Linked DNA regions of Lactuca sativa: region 2 is linked to region 1. The links are chromatin contacts, called in public Hi-C maps. All regions are on one chromosome and are shown on one strand. Each heading gives the region's core, a stretch centred on a gene start, on an enhancer-like site or on the middle of the called end of the contact. The rest is flanking DNA. Distances are from core to core; before and after follow the strand shown. Region 1 holds the start of LOC111895248. Region 2 holds the start of LOC111895259 (caffeoylshikimate esterase).

What was found. Hi-C and Micro-C count contacts between places; a contact is called where the count stands out from the background.
Region 2: a contact with region 1 is called in a Hi-C map of seed, with 7 times the contacts expected there. The contact joins the promoter of LOC111895259 here to the promoter of LOC111895248 in region 1. A contact is called at or near these places in 2 of 4 Hi-C or Micro-C datasets (leaf and seed).

What each region holds. Positions count from the first base shown.
Region 1 is chr9:95,454,124-95,460,367 of Lsat_Salinas_v11, forward strand. LOC111895248 reads left to right here and starts at 1,786. Exons shown (of 3, transcript XM_023891338.3): 1 at 1,786-1,941; 2 at 2,055-2,160; 3 at 2,849-3,332. The coding sequence starts at 1,909. The coding sequence ends at 3,021.
Region 2 is chr9:95,760,929-95,767,449 of Lsat_Salinas_v11, forward strand. LOC111895259 (caffeoylshikimate esterase) reads right to left here and starts at 3,119. Exons shown (of 8, transcript XM_023891348.3): 1 at 2,941-3,119; 2 at 2,802-2,834; 3 at 2,559-2,685; 4 at 2,194-2,340; 5 at 1,784-1,914. The coding sequence starts at 2,943.

The sequences.
Region 1 (6,244 bases), core at 536-3,035:
TAACAAAATCACCTAAGTCTGATGTTGAATGATATAGCCAGGTAAAAATTATCGAATACATGAAATAAGGGTTGTTAGATAAGGCTTTTAGCCAATAAGCAACAGTGTCGAACCAAATTGTGGTATGTATGAGGATTTTTGTGGTTGTAGGTTGTAGGTTGGTAGCTTTTCAAGATAAGGTCATTATCCTAGATCGATCCCCAATAATCTAAGGGTTTTTTCACCTCTCATTTGATGACTGTATGTATAATTGTAACTAGTTTGTAGTCATCATTATACTATATTAGTAGTGGTCCCAATACCTGTGCATCTTTCTGTTTGGTATCTATGTGATGTATAAGATACATTGTTTTGGAGTTTGTAGTTTGTCAGTTTCTGTAGATGGGCCCCAACACCAACTCTTGTATTAGAAATCTGTGTAATTTTGAGATTTATGCATATTTCACTTCGTCTAGGATGTATATTGGACATGTGTTCCACCTGTGCTTATGTTGTCACTAGAATTTTATTTAAAAAAAATGGTAAACCGTATCATCTGAGTGGTCCAAGCTGTCTTAGGTTCACGTGAGAGGTCAATCAATGAATACTAACAATATTTTGTGTGTGTTAGGGTTAGAACCCTTGACCTCTTGTGCGGTATTCCACTCCTCAGCCACTACACTCCCATCTTAAGGACTTGTAAAATTTATTTAAAGAGTAAAAAGTTAAAGAAATAACATTCGGGTATTTTTGTCTTTTAACAAATAATTAAATTCCTTTCAATTTCTTGAATGATTCCTACGTAATTCAAGTCCTATTTGAATCTTGAATTCCAAAGACGGACACAAAATGAAATCTTCAATGGTTACAGTGTGGGTCTGATTTACATCTCAAATGATGTTTAGGGTATTATGAACAACTTAAAAGTTGCTAGAAGAATAACTTTAGATTTCAATCTATTGGTGGCATGTTTTTTGTCATACAAGATTCCACTATTGGATTAGATATTTACTTTATAAGTACTCAAACCCTCCCATCAAGAGTTCTTTCTTTTTAGTGGGGGCTGAGTTGGTGTTCTATAAAGTGTTGAATAAGAAGATATGTTTGCATATATTCATCCTTCTTGGACAGTTTGTGCTACTTGTAAGTTGTAATAAGACAAACCAATCACTTGACTGGAGTCCACAAAGAAAAACAGAAACTTCAAGAAACACCGGATGTGTACAAATGATGTTCCAAACCATAATATCTATGTAAAATTAATATAAAAAAAATATAAGGCTAGCTAGATAAAAATGAACCAGTGAAGTTATGATCTTAAAGAACCGAAAGAAGTCCAGATCATCAATGTCTTTTACTTGTCTTGTTTCCATCAACCAATCATGAAGCACCAAATCATCACATGGACAAATGGACGATCCTGTATGTCACCACATCAGCAGTAAGCTTGGTGCAGCATCCCTATGTATATTCACTAGAATCTGTGATCATGAATTGCCATATGTCACATTCTGATTTGCTAAAAGGTTTTGAGGACGATAAATTCATTGTCTTTTTATGGTAATGATGCTTTTTTTTTTTCCAAGTAGCATATTGGTGAATAGTCTTGAAACTTTAGAGAATGTCTAGGGTAGGTGGGACCCACTGGTCACGTGAAGGGGGGCTGCCACATTGGATTCCTACAAGACAGAAATGTTGAACTCCAAATCTCCTCTAAACCCTTCTCCACCAGTTATCATCTATCTCCCACATGGACTCCATGGCCCACCCCACCATCTCCTTCACCATTTTCATCTCTATATAACTTTCAAACGCATTTTCCTTGCTTCATGATCGCTAGCTCTCATCACTCTCTATACAACACAAAAATCCTTCACATATATACATGTCCATATTTGTATCACAAAACCAGTGAAAGTGATAATTAAGATGGATGACTCTTCAGCTTCATACATACACATGGTAACAACAACAATAACAACAAAAACATATGGTTCATAATTCATATGGAAAGTTTTATAGATGATCATAGTTAAAAGTTTAACTATATATATGCATGGTGTGATTTGTTTTAGGTGCAACATCTTATAGAAAAGTGTTTGATCTTCCGCATGAGCAAAGAAGAGTGCATGGAAGCCCTATCTAAACATGCAAACATCAAGCCGGTCATCACCTCAACCGGTTAGTTTCCTTTCCTTTCCTCTACCTCAAACTATATATATACAGATCATTCATATATGACCATGCATGCATGGCCATACACACATGATCAGCTAGAGCTAGACACAATCCCAATATATGTTGGAGTCTCCATTCTCTTCTTAAGAGTTATCTTTCGAAAAAAATCAAGAAATCTATATCTCCAACATGGTATCAAAATAAACATCTAGCACACATGTCATCATCTAATCAAAACCTATAGTCACATCGGTTAGACACAGTCCCCTCCTACTGCTTGTATATATGTTGGCGTCTCCCCTCTCTTCCTTATGGGCTCTTTTGGAAAGAAAATCAACAATTTAACATATCTAACATGATATCAAAGCCATCATTGAGCCTCCATGTTAGGGGTCATGTGTAAGTCCCACATCAACTAGCTAGACACACTCAAATCTACGTGTATAGATTATGTTGGAAACTCACTATTTGTTAAAGGACTCTTTTGGAAAGAAAATGGACAGTAGATCCGATCCATATATATATATATATATATATATATATATATATATATATATATATATATATATATATATATATATATATATATATATATATATATATATATATATAACCATGATCCTAACCGAAATTGTTAAATATGATCACATTATTATTAAAAGTGAAACAAAACCCTACACATAACATGCAGTGTGGAAGGAGTTAGAGAAAGAGAACAAGGAGTTCTTTGAGTCGTACTTGCAGTCTCAGTCATCAACAGGAGCAAGTCGACAGATGTCGGAATCAGAGACGAGCGAGTTGATTCAAAAAATGATATCTGATAACAAATCAAACAACTCAGACAAGGATGATGATGATGAGTAATTAAAATATGGCATAACATGGTGACTCATTAACGTCTAGCTACTTTTTCATGCCTCCCCTAATCTATGCATGTATGTATGTATGTATGTATGTATTATTATTGATCTTACCATCCTGAAACAAAAGGGAAATGACCAGATTGCCCGAGATGACATAAGGGTATTTCAGTAAATTCAGGTGGGGTTGGGTGGGGATATTGAATCTTAGTGGGAAGAAGTCACTTTATATGTGATGTCATGTGAGGATTGTCCTTATTGTGGTAGCTAGCTCTCCTGTTTATAATAATAAATGAAACTGAATATGTTGGTCCATTTCATATTCTTATTCTCGTTTTTTAATTGAAAGTTGTTAATTACTTGTACTCGAAATCAAGATTTATGGTTGGAACAAGAAGTATTTGGACCATGCCAGACTAAATGAGTGATTGGGGGTTCAAGAATAGATTGTAAATAACATATAAAATGGAAGTAATCATTTAATATATTGGCCAAACTAGATGTTTGATCTATATATTGTATGAGTTTATTTGAAAGAAAAATAAAATATAAATTTTTAAACATTTCAAAAGTGTGAATTTATAAGAAAAGTGAAAAATATTGAATTATTAAAATTAAAGGTTTTTTTTTTATTTTTTTATTTTTAAATTTAGACAAATAATTTAGATGAATAAACAAATGAAACTAATATGACTTTAATTTAGTAATTTTGAAATTAAAAGAAAGTCCATTAATGAAATTAATATGTATTTATTGTTATATTTTATTATTATATCCTACCTAATAAATGAAAATACTTTTGATACTTGTCATTTTTTCTTTCATTTTGATATATGTCATTTTCTAGAATTTTTAAAATTATTATTTTCCAGTTGTCATTTTTTAAGGATTTCAATTTTTTCTTAAAATAAATTTCCAAAAAATTCTAATGGGTTATATATATATATATATATATATATATATATATATATATATATATATTTGAGACTTGTCATCTTTACTTTCATTTTGATATATATCATTTTCTAGAATTTTTAAAATTGTTATTTTCCACTTGTCATTTTTTAAAGATTTCAATTTTTTCTTAAAATAAATTTCCAAAAATTTCTAATGGGTTATATATATATATATATATATATATATATATATATATATATATATATATATATATATATATATATATATATATATATATATCATTCTGTTAATTTGATAATAAATTTTCATAAGTGATCCAAACAATTTGATTTCTTTTATAAATGTTACAAAAGATTACATTTTTTTTTTATAGAAAAGCATTATTGTATAGAATATTTAATGTTTATATTCATATTAAATTTTTATTTTTAATAAACCCGTGTGATACACGGATCTTATACCTAGTAAAATTTAATAAAATAGAAAAAACATAAAATAAGATGTGAAAAAAAATAAAATGAAAATAATAAGAAAGAAACCATTTATATTTTTAACTTTGAAATTTAAAAAAAAAACAACTTAACCCGTTAACCGTATAGGTTTCATGATAACTTTGATTAACCATAAAACTTTGAAGTCTATGAAAACCATTGAGTTTTGCGTTAACCATCCAAAGATTTTTTTCTCTTTAACAACCAAAACTTTTGATTTAAAAAAAAAAAAAAACTCCTTAACCGGATACAAAAGGTTTTTCCGATTATACTGACGATATAATGAATAATTTTGTTATACCATGACGGAAGATAACATTTAAACTTAGATACTAAAATCAATAGACGTAGGTTTGGATTTTGGGTATTTTGTTTAGTTTCTAATAAATTTATTCATAAAAAACATTACAATATCTTTTATGACCGATAAAAGTTTAAGTTTTAGACAATTCAAGACTCATAGTGTATTTAAGTATTTCAAGATGATTTGGATGTTTTGTTCAGCTATATCTAAAAAAATTATTCATCAAAAACAGTACAATATTTTTATGGCCGATAAAAGTTTAATATTTGTACAATTCAATATTCATAGTGTATTATTTTTCTTGAACTGGACTGTTAATGAGAAACGTATTTAAAGAATAAGCTAATAAAGCAACACTAAAAAAATGGTAAACCACATTATATAAGCAACCAATGTCAACTTATCCTTATAACCAAATTTTAATATTGTTTTCAATATTAAAATTTGAAGAAAATATTAGATTTTTCACAATAAAGAGAAACGTAAAAACTTTCAGATTAACATAAGTGGAACCATTTGTGATACAATGTCATCAACGTTAGCATACATAGAACATTTTGCCTCATTATTAGAAATATAGATAGAACTTAATCTCTGTTGTCCTCCATCAAAAACACCGTAAACAACAACAAAATAAAAATAAAAGAATTTTGAGTTAAAACGAAAGTTGGTCTAATCAAAAAGTTTATCAAATGTACGTCTTTGAAAGAAAAAAACATGTTTTTAAACATATTTTCTAATACCGGAAGGTTTTCAATAAGCCTTCTAAATGGCCAAAATGAAAAAAAAAAAACCGGAAAAAAGTTTAGTTTTAAAATAAAAGAAATCCTAAAATGTTAGGTCTTCTGTAATATTAACCTTAATATCAATAGAAATAGACTTCGACTATGGATGTGTTCGACAAAAATAACTGGTAGCGGGTAGCTTGTAGTGGGTAACGAGTAACTTCTAATCGGCAATGCTTTGTTAAATGCTTCATGAAGTAGTATTAAGATTTGAAACGTTTTGTTTAAACTAAACACTAGAAGCTTGTAGTGACAAACGATGCTTATTATTCAAAATGCTCCCATTTTGTTTTTCCAAATGTTTATAATTCTCTTTTTATTCATAGTTAATGTTAATTTGGCGACAACATAGTTTATGATTCTCTTTTTATTCATAGTTAATGTTAATTTGGCTCACTATGTTGTTGCCAACGTATTGAGTTTTTGGTGTTTAAAATATTTATTTTTCAACTTGATTATATTAATGTTATCATAATAAAATATTTTGGGTTTATTTTATGTTTGATATTTTGTTTAGTCATTTAGCTAAGTTAATTCTAGATACTTTTTTATTTATAGTTTTATAATTTACCATTTTTTTATATTTATAGGAAGAGATCATTAACATAATTACAATTAATAACTTAGTTAGCTTGTTTTTCATGTGGATGATAGTTTGCTTTGTTTTAATTGTTTTTACTGCCATGATAGATTGATAGTAGGCAAAAAACCTCAACTTTCGTTTAGGGT
Region 2 (6,521 bases), core at 1,869-4,368, 310 kb after region 1:
ATATATATATATATATATATATATTATTTTTAATTTTTATAAGAGTATCTTATTATCGTAGTATATTCTTAATGTATCTTATTTTATTTCTCTACTATTATCTTACAATATATTAAAGTAAGATAATACAATTCGTTACATATTAAGATAATAAGATAATATAAAAAATTAAAATTATATATATATATATATATATATATATATATATATATATATATATATATATATATATATATATATATATATATATCAAAATTCTTATATTCTATTGGCGACCAATTTATCAAATAAAATAGTCAAAATTTAAATAATTATTAGTTTTAAAAAATTAAACGACTAAATTAATTATAAGACTGAATCATATATCTACTTTTAAAAAATTATAGTTGTTAGATTTCAAATCAATAATGAAATTGTTCACAAGTTATGGTTGTTAGATTTCAAATCAATCATGAAATTTTTTCAAAAGTTATAGTCGTACTTTTTAACATATACTAAAAAAATACATAAAGCCGTATTTTTTTTAGAAAAAAGTGGTACACATAGATGAGGTGTAAGCTTTTTTTTTACACTTTTTTTATTGTTATTATAAAAGTGGTACTTTTTAAGATATATGTTTAAGGACTTTTATCTTGGATGCCACTCAGTTTACGGAATAAATACAGGAGATAATTAAGAGGATTAAACATGAAATTGACAACTTTAGAACCTTCAAGATGATATTTGACTTTTCACATTTAATACATTCTATTTGACCATGAACTCTTTTCATCATTCATAGTAACGCGCATGTGACATTCTAGTTGACCACAAACATTGAAAAATCGTGCATAAATTATACTATTTTATAAGTAATATCTTAAAAAAATATGTAAAATAAAGTTACATTAAAACGAAATAATGAACTAATTGCAAACTACTAAGAATCATAAACAGTATTATAAATAGTATCTCTTGCGTGAACCAAATATAACGTGAGAACATTATATTTAATCCAGAGCATCATCAGTTCTAACTGGATATTCAATAAAATCTTATCAAAAAATAGAAGGTTTTATTTTTAGAAAGTATAACTGTCGTTAATATTAATCCTGAATCAATAACAGTGGAAGATTGTTCATATAAGATGCTTAATATTAGTTCTAATGTACTCTTATTATATTTAGTTTACAGAATAAATATGATTTTGCTACATGTCATCTTCTTTTTTATTTTGACACTTGTCATTTTCTAGATTTTTTTTGAATTATTTAATAATTACTTGTTATTTTTATAGTTTTTTTCTTTTTTATTCAAATCTCACCTATTAAATGTCACATCATATTAATTAATTTTATAAATATATTAATTAACATATATAATAATTTTTTATTTTTGAATTCCTCTTTTTATTAATATAGGAATTAACGTATATGTATATTAATGTAGATAGTATATTTCATTTGTGAATTCATATTAATTAATTATATTAGTATAGATTAATTATGACCAAATTATATAAATAGTCAATACGGTTTACCAAAAGGTCATAAACTCAATCGTTACTACTTTTTTTATGAATATGATCTTTGTGGTTAACAAATTTTTTTTTTAATAAACTCATGTAATAGACGGGTTTCATACCTAGTATATATATATATATATATATATATATATATATATATATATATATATATATATATATATATATATATATATATATATATATATATATATATATATATATATATATATATATATATGTCATTTTTGAATCAAAAAGATAGAAAAAGGTAGCACATACCTTACACATGGGTGCGATCAAGACTCCACCATCCCAATACTCTGGGTTCTTCCTATGTAATCGGAGAACCATTCCCCCTCCCATCGATTCTCCAAGCAATATTCTCATCTTTCTTTTATTTTCTTTCTTTTCTGAAAGAAATAAAAATTATCCATTAATTAACATATTTATTTAAAATATAAATATAAATTCAAAATAAAATAATCAGTGAAGTCGGTCAAGACGCACTATTTCTACTTTCGTAATCTTATATGTTCATAGGTATCCTATAAAACAAGAAAGCAATTCAAAACCCTTTTTCAACTCAATTTGATTGACTAGGTCAATATTGAACATTCAATATTTTGAGTTTAATTAAATAAACTAGAAGTGTAGAATTGTTTTAAAAAAAAGATAACAAAAGAACTTACCACAAACGCTTGTGAAAAAATCTGAACAATCGTTAACAAGATCATCAAAAGATGGGATATAACCCTGAAGCCCAGAAGATTTCCCATGTCCTTGATTATCAATCCCATAAACTGCAAATCCCGCCTTCACAAGCCTTAATGCAGCTCCTGTTTAGATTTGATTTGAATCCAATTAATATATAGAGGAGAGTAAGTCAAACGTGGTGAATTTCGAATTCAAAATCGATCAACACATCATTGATTTTGGAACTCGTAATGATTGTATTTTGATAGATTCTCTCCAAGTTTATTATGGCTATTGATTTTGAAGCATGAAGTAAGAAATCTCTACCGTAATATTGAGTTTAAGAAAAAAGTCAACTGACCTTTCATGGAGACACTGCATTCCATGGCGTAGCCATGGTTGAGAAAGATCAAAGCTTTTGGTTCAGTGTCAACAGGAAGCCATCGACACGTAAATATTTGCAATCCTTTCGAATTCACGATGTATTCCTGAAAATTATCACATCAAGATGACTTTAAATTAAACGTGTTCTTCAGTTCATGCATGTTCATAAACAATACCAGTAAACAGAGCACGTTAAAGAATCAAAATTATTGAATATTACCTCTTCGTATTTGAAATCTGAAGCTTCAGTCGCCTAATAATGATCAAACATCAAAATCCCATAACAGAAAAACTCAATATCATAAAAGACAAGAATTTATTGAAACAAAAAAATAGGAAATCTATGAACTGAGACGTACCATGGAACAGAGTGTTCTTGAAATCTTTATGAAGATCACAAGCTTTTGATTTTGATTGTTCCTGAGATTATGGAGATAGATAGATAGAAGAAGAAGTTTGTTGCAGTGGAATTGGAAAAAGGTTTATAAAGAATAAGGTAGAGATATTTTAGAATTTGAAAGGATGATGTGTTTGTGGAGTAAGAGACGTGATCTCTGCTTATAACGAGGAGTTGTTCGTGTACAGTTTATTCTCTTGTATTTTAGCAAGTGGGATTATTATTATTTAATTATTTACAATTTATTTACTTTTTATTATTTTATTATGGGTGTGTAAAAGGAAAATTCCATGAAGATTAGGTTGTTTTGCTGTTATTTGAATAAAATCGTTATAGCTAGGTATACATATAGTCATAAGATAATCTAATATTTAATTAATAATCGCTTTTTCATATCGATATTCTACTTATTTATTATATACTGATTATTTTTATTATAAATAACTAATAGTTAAAAATGTCAGGTATATCCTCATACCTTTGGAACTTCAAAATTCATATAAATCTAATTACAAAACCATATTCGTTCAAAACCTCACTCAAAAATGAGTGGACTCAAAATTATTAGGCAATATTAGGCTGCTAATATTAAGTATAGGTGTTCTAATTGGTTCATTTTTTGTCGGTTATAATAATTAAAGTTTGTGTAGTATATTAATTAAATTTGGTAGTATTCAATTTTGTAATTAAGTTTTCAATGCTTTAGGAGAAAAAAAGATGAGAGCAAAATAGTGAATCAAATGTACCTAATGATTAGACTATTGAGTTAGATGGTTAAAGAACGTGTTTTACCAAAAACAATACCTCTATTAAATACTGTTAATATCTAAAAGTGCATAGTTCAGTATAGTAATAGCAATAGCGGCGTATTGTTGGAATATTGGAGTATTTGTATACATATAACAAGAAGTTGTTATTGCTACCGTCATCATGCGAGCATATTAGATCATACAACTAAAACAAATAATAAACAGTTTAATGATGGTCATTTAATGTCACCATGTCATTTTAAGTAACTAGAACTAACATGTGAGCCAAAGAGTTTTATAATTTGTACTCTAATATATATGTACGAGGGTTGTGCGGAGTGCACGCATGTATAAGATCGAATTAGAAGCCGGTTCGACGACTAGTCGGGGGTCCGAGGGCAGTGCCCCCAGGTCCGGGGTTTCCAAAGGGGCAGCGCCCCTTTGGCGGGGTCTAGGGGCAACGCCCCTAGCGGGGTCCAAGGGGCAGAGCCCCTGGTTGGGGTCCCAAAACCTCACCGAATTTTACATATGGGAACATAGTGGAAAATTCAATTTCTTGAGGGTGATTATGGTAAAACTAACAAAACTCGTTAGTTTTGATAATCCTAAATCCTCATCAAACCCAGATTATCCTGACTTGCTTCCAAAGCAACTAATGACGACCCAACCCTACTAAAACCCTAATCTCATTTAATATATAAACGGCTCTTCCTTCTCAGAAGAGATACACGAATTTTAGCTCTCGTTTTCGTCATAACACTCTCATAGAATCTCTCTAGCCAATTGGCTTACGATTTCTGCGCCTAGAATCGTAAGTGTCCACTTGGATTATCATATGCTGAATTTATTGCAACCCAGACATAGGATAGAAATATCAGTTCGGAAAGTGTACTCAGAATCCAAGTTGACATCTAGATCTCCACCACAAACCCTAGTTTATCTAACACTTAATTGATCCCAAGCTGCTCGTAGCAAGGTCTCTACCTTCTATATAGGAAACAGGCACGGTCTGTGATAGGCCTTTGGCCCAATACCGACGGTAAAACCTAAAGCTCAATCTTTATAAGGCTAAGGGGAGTGGTACCACTCTTAGCACCTTGCCACATCATTTTTCTTTCTTAGCAACTAACTCTTAGCATCTGGTAGGGAGTGATGGTGTGTTAAATTAATAGGGTTTATTTTGAAGGAAAAAAAGAGAGAAAAAAATAGCTATGAACCAATCATAATCAACCAATACATCTTCTATATTTTCTTTCCTCTCGCTACTTGCTTGGTGACCAATTCTTAACACCTTCCTTGGCAAATCCAAAGGGTGGTGTTTGATATGTTAGCACTTTGTTTGGAGAAGGGGTGGCGAGTCCACTCCCTCAAGCCTGAGAGATATGTTACACCTATCTTGCCCCATTCCACTTCATGAAGTGGAGAGCTTCTGTAAGGTTTGGAGAAGGGAAAATGTCATTGTAGCCACCGATCTTACACATTTTGGTTTAAAACAATCCTATTGTTTTTTTTTTTAATTCTATGGGTATAAATTCACATTTTACATGCTTTTAAGGTCATTTTCTAGAAAGTGAAGGGGTCACCCGATGACCCCCTTCATAATCAGCCGGTTTTATTGTACATGTCATTAAAAAATGACAGCTCATATGTCAAATCAGATGTCACTTAATGTATCATTAAATGAGGTACGTAACCCTTCTTCTAGAAGCTACATCCTTCTGTAGTCGCTTTCTTCTGCCCCTTTCTTCTATTTTTTTTCTACTGTTCCTCGCAAAAACTCTTCATTCGGATTCTTGGTATGGCCGTTAAATGAAGATAGATCTTCATTTTACTGGTATGTTTATGAGGTACCCAGTGATCAATTACTCAGATGGAGCGGGGCAGAGGTTTGAGGATGTCGATTTTGCTAGAATGGACAATACCAAATGTATTGTTCCTTTAAAGATTCTCAAATAATACATGCGTTAATGTGTACTTTTTCATGCCCGATATTGAGTTCCCTGATGGATTAAGGATAATAGCAATTGAAAAAGACTACCAGGAGTTGATCGAAGTGGGGCATGCTTGTAGTTGTGTAATTTCTATGTACATGGATCATCTTGGTGTCAATGTCCATCAATGGATTCTTGATGAGAAAGCTGAAGTATGTACCCCCGAGGACAAGTTTTCTGGTATAGGTGAAGTAATAGAAGATTTGCATGCTGAGACAGAAATTGGCATTGAACTAGATGAAGTGCAAGTGCAAGGTAATATGGACAATAACATTGCAAATGTTGATTGCATTCCAATAAATAAGACCTTGAATGGTGCGTTTTTGAACTAGCCCTGCCCCAAGGAGCAGCCAACTCCAGACAGTCCACCTTATGAGGATCTATATGTTCAGATGGATAACAACAAACCAATACTTGAGGAGGTAACAACTTTTAATGAAATATTCATTGGAAAAAGCAAAAGCCTGTGTTAGGAATGAGATTTGAAAGTCCTAAACAGTTAAAACATATGTTATGTAATTATGTTATTGCTAAAGGTTATCAATTGTGCTACAAAAAATGACAGTAAGAGACTTTTAGTTAAATGTTGTTCAAGGCAGTGTCGGTTTCGACTGAAGTTTTCATGGATGAGTGAAGAAAACTCTTTCCATATTAAGTCTCTTATATATGAGCATAATTGTGCAAGAAAATTCAAAATGGGGTCAATTCATAACTATGCATGGATTGTTAGTTAAACAGAGGCATATTTATTGTAATTCTTCCAAACATGAGTATGCTAAATTGACTGAGTTGCATCATTCATC